2 separate regions of the Triticum aestivum genome follow, and region 1 is linked to region 2. The links are chromatin contacts, called in public HiCAR-type maps. All regions are on one chromosome and are shown on one strand. Each heading gives the region's core, a stretch centred on a gene start, on an enhancer-like site or on the middle of the called end of the contact. The rest is flanking DNA. Distances are from core to core; before and after follow the strand shown.

The links. HiCAR-type assays count read pairs that join an accessible place to other places.
Region 1: a HiCAR-type map of leaf shows a contact between it and region 2, with 3 times the contacts expected there. The contact joins the promoter of LOC123092458 here to the promoter of LOC123092457 in region 2. A contact is called at or near these places in 1 of 5 Hi-C or Micro-C datasets (leaf) and 1 of 1 datasets of contacts at active chromatin or transcription factors (leaf).

Annotation. Positions count from the first base shown.
Region 1 is chr4B:417,824,961-417,828,981 of IWGSC CS RefSeq v2.1, reverse strand. LOC123092458 (omega-3 fatty acid desaturase, chloroplastic) reads right to left here and starts at 2,655. Exons shown (of 8, transcript XM_044514242.1): 1 at 2,039-2,655; 2 at 1,833-1,922; 3 at 1,676-1,742; 4 at 1,471-1,563; 5 at 1,199-1,384; 6 at 1,020-1,100; 7 at 336-473; 8 at 1-218. The coding sequence starts at 2,514. The coding sequence ends at 30.
Region 2 is chr4B:417,592,910-417,596,515 of IWGSC CS RefSeq v2.1, reverse strand. LOC123092457 reads right to left here and starts at 1,995. Exons shown (of 5, transcript XM_044514241.1): 1 at 1,769-1,995; 2 at 1,455-1,627; 3 at 1,292-1,359; 4 at 1,138-1,200; 5 at 204-1,045. The coding sequence starts at 1,524. The coding sequence ends at 935. LOC123092456 (phosphoinositide phosphatase SAC8) reads right to left here. Exons shown (of 16, transcript XM_044514239.1): 12 at 3,532-3,606; 13 at 3,380-3,452; 14 at 3,205-3,298; 15 at 2,613-2,679; 16 at 2,076-2,534. The coding sequence ends at 2,407.

The DNA.
Region 1 (4,021 bases), core at 1,406-3,905, 230 kb before region 2:
GTATGACCTAGTATATGCTATGTTTCAGCTCAATCAGAGCTCTGTGCACTAGTACTCGTTTCTGACTCACTTTGGTAGTAAACTATGTCACCCGTGTCGCTAACATAGTGATCCTCCTTCAAACTCCGCGATAGCACCTGCAGTAGGTGGAATGGGAGAGGAGCCGACTTCTCTGGTTCTTTGTAGTACTTGCCAAGCACTGGCTTTGCTGCCTCGGTCTGCAGGTTACATCCAAACCAACATCTAGTTAGCAAGGTGGCTCTAGAGAATGCCACATATTTTGAAGCATGTTCGAGAAAAAGGCAAGAGCTCAGGAGCAGGGGATGGTGGCTTACCGCCTCGACAAGATGGTAATGCGGGATTTGCGGGAAAAGATGATGAATGACATGGGTGCCAATGTCATGGTGTATGTTGTTGATCAACCCGTAGTCCCGATCAAGTGTTGTCAATCCTCCACGCAGATAGCTCCATTCCTATTAGTTTGCAAAGCCATGTCGATAAGAAATCAGACTAGGACTGTTAAGCAATTATAATTTATAAATGAAAACCATGTAAACTGAAGCAGCTACTGGGAAACATTATATCTTCCATTTCTAACATCCACCGCTAGGATTACTCTTCTGACTGAAGGAAACATTTGCCACTTGGGCATAACACGTGATACCTCTCTTGAATAAGTACCACACATGTCAAAGGTTGAATTACAGACCAGAAGAACTAACAATTTAGAGGAGAAGTCAGAAATAAATGTAACTGAACAATCAACGTATGTTGGCGGGATGTGCCCTTATGAACCTTCCATTAAATATTTTTCAAACTACTATATTTGCCATTTTCTTTAAGAACATCGATTATGCTTAGATTTTTGTTTTCCACATGCATATTCTACTTAAAACAGCAAACCCGTATTTTCTGTCATTTTAACAAATAATAATGCATCAGGCCATTGTATTTCGAACGTTAAGCAGTTATCCTGAAGCATTGATTCATTGCAAATCTGATTCAACCATGATATTTACCTTTCCACGATACCAGGGAACCTTGTCTTCGTGACCATGATGATGCAAGTATGTGACAAAATCCAGCCACATAACAAATATCTGCACATGGGTTCACCAAAATTAATCACATGAATTGGCTTATCCAAATTCTAAGCTTGCCGAAATTGGGCGTCTGATGAAAGGCGTGAAGCTCTTACCACATATGGGACTGCATAGAGCTTTAGCATTTTAAGAGGCCCCATCACAAAGGACAGACCTGCAAGAACCCCAATCATTGCCAGCCAGGATGCAGTGGATGTTAGCACATCCTTGTTCTCATTAGGTTGGAACAAATCGCTGTTCGGGTTGAAGTGTGAGCCTTCCTTGCCAGGGCTCCTCGCAAACTGCACACAACAAGAATTTACCATGTTAGAAAACAAGACCAACCAATTCACACGTCGCGGTAAAATCAAGCAGCTTTGTGCCTCACCAAGTATAAGGGGAATGCAAGCATGGGAAATGGCATGCTGAACCGCAACTTCTTTGTCATATTGTCCAGGCTATTGTACAGCCTCTGGGGTAGCTGCAAATTATCACAATTCAAGGAATCATCAAGCACAACTCACCAAAACGCCACCTCTCTGAAGAATTATGCATGCATGAACCCACCGAGAAGCAAAGAGCCAAAGACCTACCGGGTGCCAGGATTCGTCCTTCTCCACATGGCCGTGGTTCTGGTGGTGCGTCCTGTGGCTGATCCTCCTGCAATAACGTTCACACAAGGCGCCGCCTTTCTTAGCATCAATAACAATTCCACAACAAAGAAGAAAATACAACATGCACTCATCGTACCACCCGTTGTATGGAACGAGAATTGAGGAATGGAGTATGTGGCCGACCACGCTGTTCAGCTTTGGGTTGCTTGAGAAGCTCCCATGCCCACTGCAAACACCAAAACAGTCGTTACAGGACAAGAGACAAACATTGTGGTTTCAGGCTAAAACCGGCATGGAAGCCCAATCTTTGGGTCTGGGGTACGGAGGGAGGACGGCCCGTACCAGTCGTGCCCCAGGACGAAGAGCGCCCAGAACATGGTGCCCTGCGCGGCCCAGTAGAGCGGCCAGACGAGCCAGCTGTCGGCCCGCGCGGCGGCGGCGGCGAGGCCGAGCACGACCAGGACGTCGCGCAGCACGTAGCTCATGGACCGCCACGGGTCCTTGACCCAGCAGTGCTTCGGGATGGCCGCGCGGATCTCCGCCAGGCCGAACGGCGGCGGCGCCCCCGGGTTAAACCCGGCCGAAGAGCTCCCGGCCTCCTCCGCTCCCCCGAGACCCCTTCTATCCTCCTCGAAGACGGAGGCGAGGCGGGTGGGCGCGGCGACGCGGAGCGCCCAGTCGCGGTGGATGGCGGCGGGCGCGGCGCGACGCGGCCCCGCGGCGAGGTGGGGCGGCGACGGCAGCGCAATGGCGCTGCCGCGGCTGCGCGCGCGGAGCGGCGTGAGACCGCGGCAGTCGGAGAGGGCGAGCCGGGCCATTGGGCGACGGCGCCGCAGCGATGGATGGCTAGCTAGTCCAGTCGTGTACCACCACGGCCGCGCCGGTCGCCGAGGATCTTGTGCGTCCGGGAGGGTGGAAGGGACTGGGGTTAGCGGTGGTCGGGATCGGCAAACGCGAGGTTTCTATATACGCGCGAGAGGGAGGGAGATCGCTGGCGCGTGCGAGGGAGCGCGCGCTGGCGAGGCGGGGCGGGGGGACGGGGGAAGGGGAAGGTGCGCGTCGGCATCGCGATGGAATTGGGTATGGACTATGGAGTTGGACGCGGTGCGGTCGACTCGGACCGGGATGGCGGTCGGACCCGGGTCCAGCCACGGGAGCTGGCACGTGTGAACTGCCGCGGGTGGACTCTGACGCCGCTAACTTGTTTTTTTGACTGGTTACTTTTTTTTGGGACTATACTAGTGCTTTTTTGGGAAAAGATTCCGGGCGTCTGGATTTTGCCGATGGCAAATAGAGCTTTTTTATGTCTACTTTAGTTAATGTATAATTATCAACTAAACTTGCCATCCTCATGTCAACTGCCATAAAAAACGTTCAATTTACTATGGGCAAAATCTAAATGTTTGGGACTTATCGGGTTTTTTTTTCTCTTATACTTCCTCTTTCCAATATAAGAGACTTGTTTATTTAAAATTAACTTTTTCCCGACGGGAAGGTCGTAAGTTGAAGGTGTTTGATACGCTGCATGCTTTTGGGCATCTGTGGCAATCCATGTCCAACCAGCTGTTGCGGAACACAAACCGGACATGTGATGCATTGCCGCCACCAAAATTGACAGTTCACGTGAATCTAGGGTTTAGGAAATTAGAGGCCATTATGGCCATTGAAAAATATACACAGAGACAATATTAACCTTTTGGTCATGGTACTTCATTATATTGAGTGATGGTACTCTCTAACACTAGAAGTGGAGTATCAGCCTACGTCTACGCTCATAGAGGTGAGTGTATGAGCGTCTGCGTCTGTAATGTGTTCAAAAAAAGTGAAGTACTAGTCAATATTAACCATTCGATTAGGAGGAATGAGTGACCTATATTATCTTGTGGGTAGCTTCTTGGAGAATGAAGGGAAGTCACAGCTTGCTTTATTCTCGGGCTGAATAAAGTGCCTAGGAAGGGTCATTGGCGGCATTAGCTTGGATCAAGGCATAGACCGCCTTCATTTACTGTAGTACTCTAGCTACAGATAACGAATGAACTGGGCCTCAAGCAACGGACAGACTGCCTGGGGCTGTCTCTGCCACTAGAAAGGTTGCACGAAGAATTGTGCTTCATCAACCAAATTGGTGAAGTTAATGTCTCCTTTTGGAGTAGGAGCATTATGTTAGACACGTGTGCCAATAATGACTATCCTAATTATCTTCCTTGTGAGCTTTGTCTTTGCAACCTTTTTTTCGCTCCTAGGGCTACTTTGATTCAAGGAAATTCCCTAGGATTTTTGGATGGTTAGAATCAATAAGAATTTTTTCTAAGTTGGTCGTTTGAT
Region 2 (3,606 bases), core at 746-3,245:
CCTGCCTCTCGGTCCAATCGCCGCCGCCGCCCCGCCACTCGCCCCGTCGCCGCCCCGCCTTGGTTCGTTCTGCCCCGTCGCCGCCCCGCCTCTCGCCCCGTCGCCGCCCCGCCTCGGTTCGTTCTGTCTCGGTTCGCCGCCCCGTCGCCGCCCGATCTCGGTTCGTTCTGACTCGGTTCGTTGCAGCGGTGCCTCCAATCACCGGACAAGCCCTCTCCTGAGCCTCGTTGCAGCGGTGCAACATGGACTTATAAGTCCCTGTAAACAAACAGGTAGGGATTCGAAACTTATAAGTCCCTATAAACAAACAGGTAGGGACTTATGACTTATAAGTTGGAACTTAAAAAAGTCTTAGGACTTATGAAACAAACAGGGTCTAATCTATGCTACGTACAACCACAGGATAGTTAATTGATGCTACACTACAGGCTCCTGTCTCTGTTTATAGGGTCATACTCCCTCCGTCCGACGTGGCAAGTGGAAAAGGGAACTAGTAGCAGCCTAACCTCATCGATGGACAGTCCAATCGGAGAAGCCTCCAACCGATGGCTGGTATACGCCACCCGTGTCCCCTCTTAGCACCATTCAGTCCGCAAGCAAAATATGCCTCCTCGTACCATTTATCCGTCCAAGATAAGAGTTAGTACATGTGATGTATGGCGCTGGCGGGTGAGAAGTTAATCGCACGGTCGTCAGCCATCCCCATCACGAAATTATTAAAACTAAGTAGAGTAGATACATGTATCCGTCCACAATCATTCCCACTTGTTGCTAAAAGGTAGCGTCTTGGTTTCGTTTCATTTAGCATGCGCAGAGCAGTACAGCAGCCAGGCATGCTAAACGCATTGGCATTATTCCCTCCGTTTCATAATATAAGAGTGTTTTTTAAGCTACTACATCACATCGCTCGATGACCGGACGATTGGTTTGTGAGTCACGATGGCCACCACCATCTCTTGGTCTCCAGGGATTTCCTGATCTGCTGACCGAGGGTGGCAAAGTTTTCCGCCTCGCTCTCAAACTCTGCGGATTCTTCGACCATTTTCTGGCATCCAAGAAACAGGATATCAGTGTCGTCAAGATTTACCGTACTCACTTGGTGTCGATTGAACAACAGAAGGAACCAAATCGTTTTACCGCGAGTTTCTCCTGCCGCTCCATGAGCTTATCCTTTGCGTGCGCCGCTGCCGCGGCAGCATCCTGGAGCGCAATTTACAGCTACTAGCTAAATCAGCAAGAGACAAGCAATATAGGGGTAGATGTAAAATTCAAAGGTGGAGAAATATAATACCCCGTTGAATTTATATTTTGTGAGGATCTCTTGGGTGCTTCTCATTCTCGGTTGCTCGACCTCCGGCTCTGGTAGCAGATAGTAGTTAGCATTCTTGTCAGAAAAAAAGGGGGTGGTTGTTTCTACCCTTGGAACTGGATGCAGGAAACCCCCTCAACCTTACCTGCTTTGTTATTCCAATTAAAAATGGACCAAGTTGATGCCTCTTTCTTCGGATCATCAGTGATTGCCATCAGCTGCACGCTTAGGTTCCGTGTGCTGAAACTTTATTTCAGTATATTGCTTTGAATCCTTTCGTGATCGGTGCCACCAAGAATCCCAGCTATTAGATCCCTCCTGTGTTGAAAACTTCATGTTAAGCCAGCCAGCAGAGCAGACAACAGAGAGGAGATCAGCTAAATCCCAAGATGCCATGCCGCCTTATCTGCAGGTAGCCGAAATCCAGCAAAAAATACGGAGACATTTAGACCGATTCACCTGCGACAGAAGACACTTGACGCAGCAGGGCAGCCTGAGAAAAGGCGCGGCCTTGCCCTACGCTACAAAATCCAAGGTGAATTCGAGATCCCAATGTGGATGGCAGCCGGCAAAGAGAGGGATGAAAGAGAGCAAAACAGGGACGGTCTTTTTTTTGCTGGCTACCTGTTTTGTTGATAGCCTTGAACCGTGGCCTGCCACCACTATCTCGGGAGCGCTTATTTTTGGGCAGCTTACGCCTGTCTGTCCTTGGTTAAGCTGGCATTATACAAGAGCCAACCTCTCACTCTGGAGTATGCCTGTCGAATTCAGTAATTTTAAATTCTGTGTAGACAATTTCACAAGTTTAAGATACAGAAACTGTGCGGTAGAATTCAATGTTACAATTTAACCTTAATTTTCATTACTACAAGATGGCGTGTCTCTGACTGCACAATCCACTATTTACCAGGAAACCAGACAATCTAACCAGGTGTTACAAAATTTACTTCAGATTAACCGGACCAGCAAGCCAACCTTTCCCTTGCTTAATCTATCTACGCTGACAGCGGACACGTAGCTTGCTATCAACACTTCATACCCATTCAGATTCCAGCAACAAAGCTCTGAGAACTGGACAAGAGAAAAGGGACCGCCAACTAGATCAGACCGCATAATCGGGGTCTAGAGCAGAGCTGCTTCCCATTCGCTTTCACCAAGGCTATCACTCCGGCTGTCAAGCCAGCAAAGATGATGGACGAGATGAGGTGTTGTGCGCTCCGTCCAACTGCAGATGGGAAGACGAGATCAGTAATACACGGTGCTAAACAGGAACCTACGGAGCCAAGATGAGTACAAGGCAGACCTTGACTAAGAGTGAAAGTTGTGACAGTGATCCCACCAACTATGATTGCCGACGCCACAGGAAGATACTTTTTCCCAGCAAATGCAAAACTTATGTCAGAATCGATTGCATGGTTAATGCTGCATGGTTGGTTGAAGAATAGGAAGAGTTGCAAAAACCATCTATAAATGAGAGGAACCATACTAAGGCAGAGAAGATGGACAAGGCTGCTTACTGGTGCAGATTCAAATCCAATGATTTGAAAAGGAGAAGAACTGCTTTTGCTGACCGTTTAGTAACCACTGATAAGATCTAGAGCATCCTAGAGTTGAAATTTTTGGTTTCAGAAGAACCATACGATTAGCACAACTTTGTAAAATATAAACTCTAGTACTAAGAACAGGTGTTACAAGTGATAATCTAGCATGAACGCGGGGGCAAGTTATAATCTAGCAACGAACAAACTGTATCAAAAGCTAACTGAAAGAAACATACCCTAAAAACAATTATTTTCTGATAAAAGTAGGACATCTATTCATGATAGCAAATATTAGGCGGGAATGCAAGATAGTTCGTGTGGAACATCAGAAACGACCATACGTTCACAACTTACTTGTCGCACTCCATCATGAGAATTGTTCAAATAATACCGGGAAAGAGCGCTCATGCCATCTTTAATCAATCCAGGCAGTGTCTGCCTTCCATACCTGTGTTATTTGAGTTGTCAAGAACTTGACGATATAGACATAACAAAGTTGATTCAGGAAAGATGGTATGCTAGAAATTACCTTACAAGGTCTCCCTTTAAGGCATAAGAACCAGCATATTCAAGGCTTAGCTCATCACCATGCTCAACCCACACTGCCAAGCATGTATTAAGCATGAATACGATACATGTAAAACTGTCTAAAGCACCATACTAAACATCACCATACCTTACATTTTTTAAATTTATCGTTAATGCTATCAGATTGAGAGATACTTTCAGCTGATGATAATGCCCCCATTCGCTGCA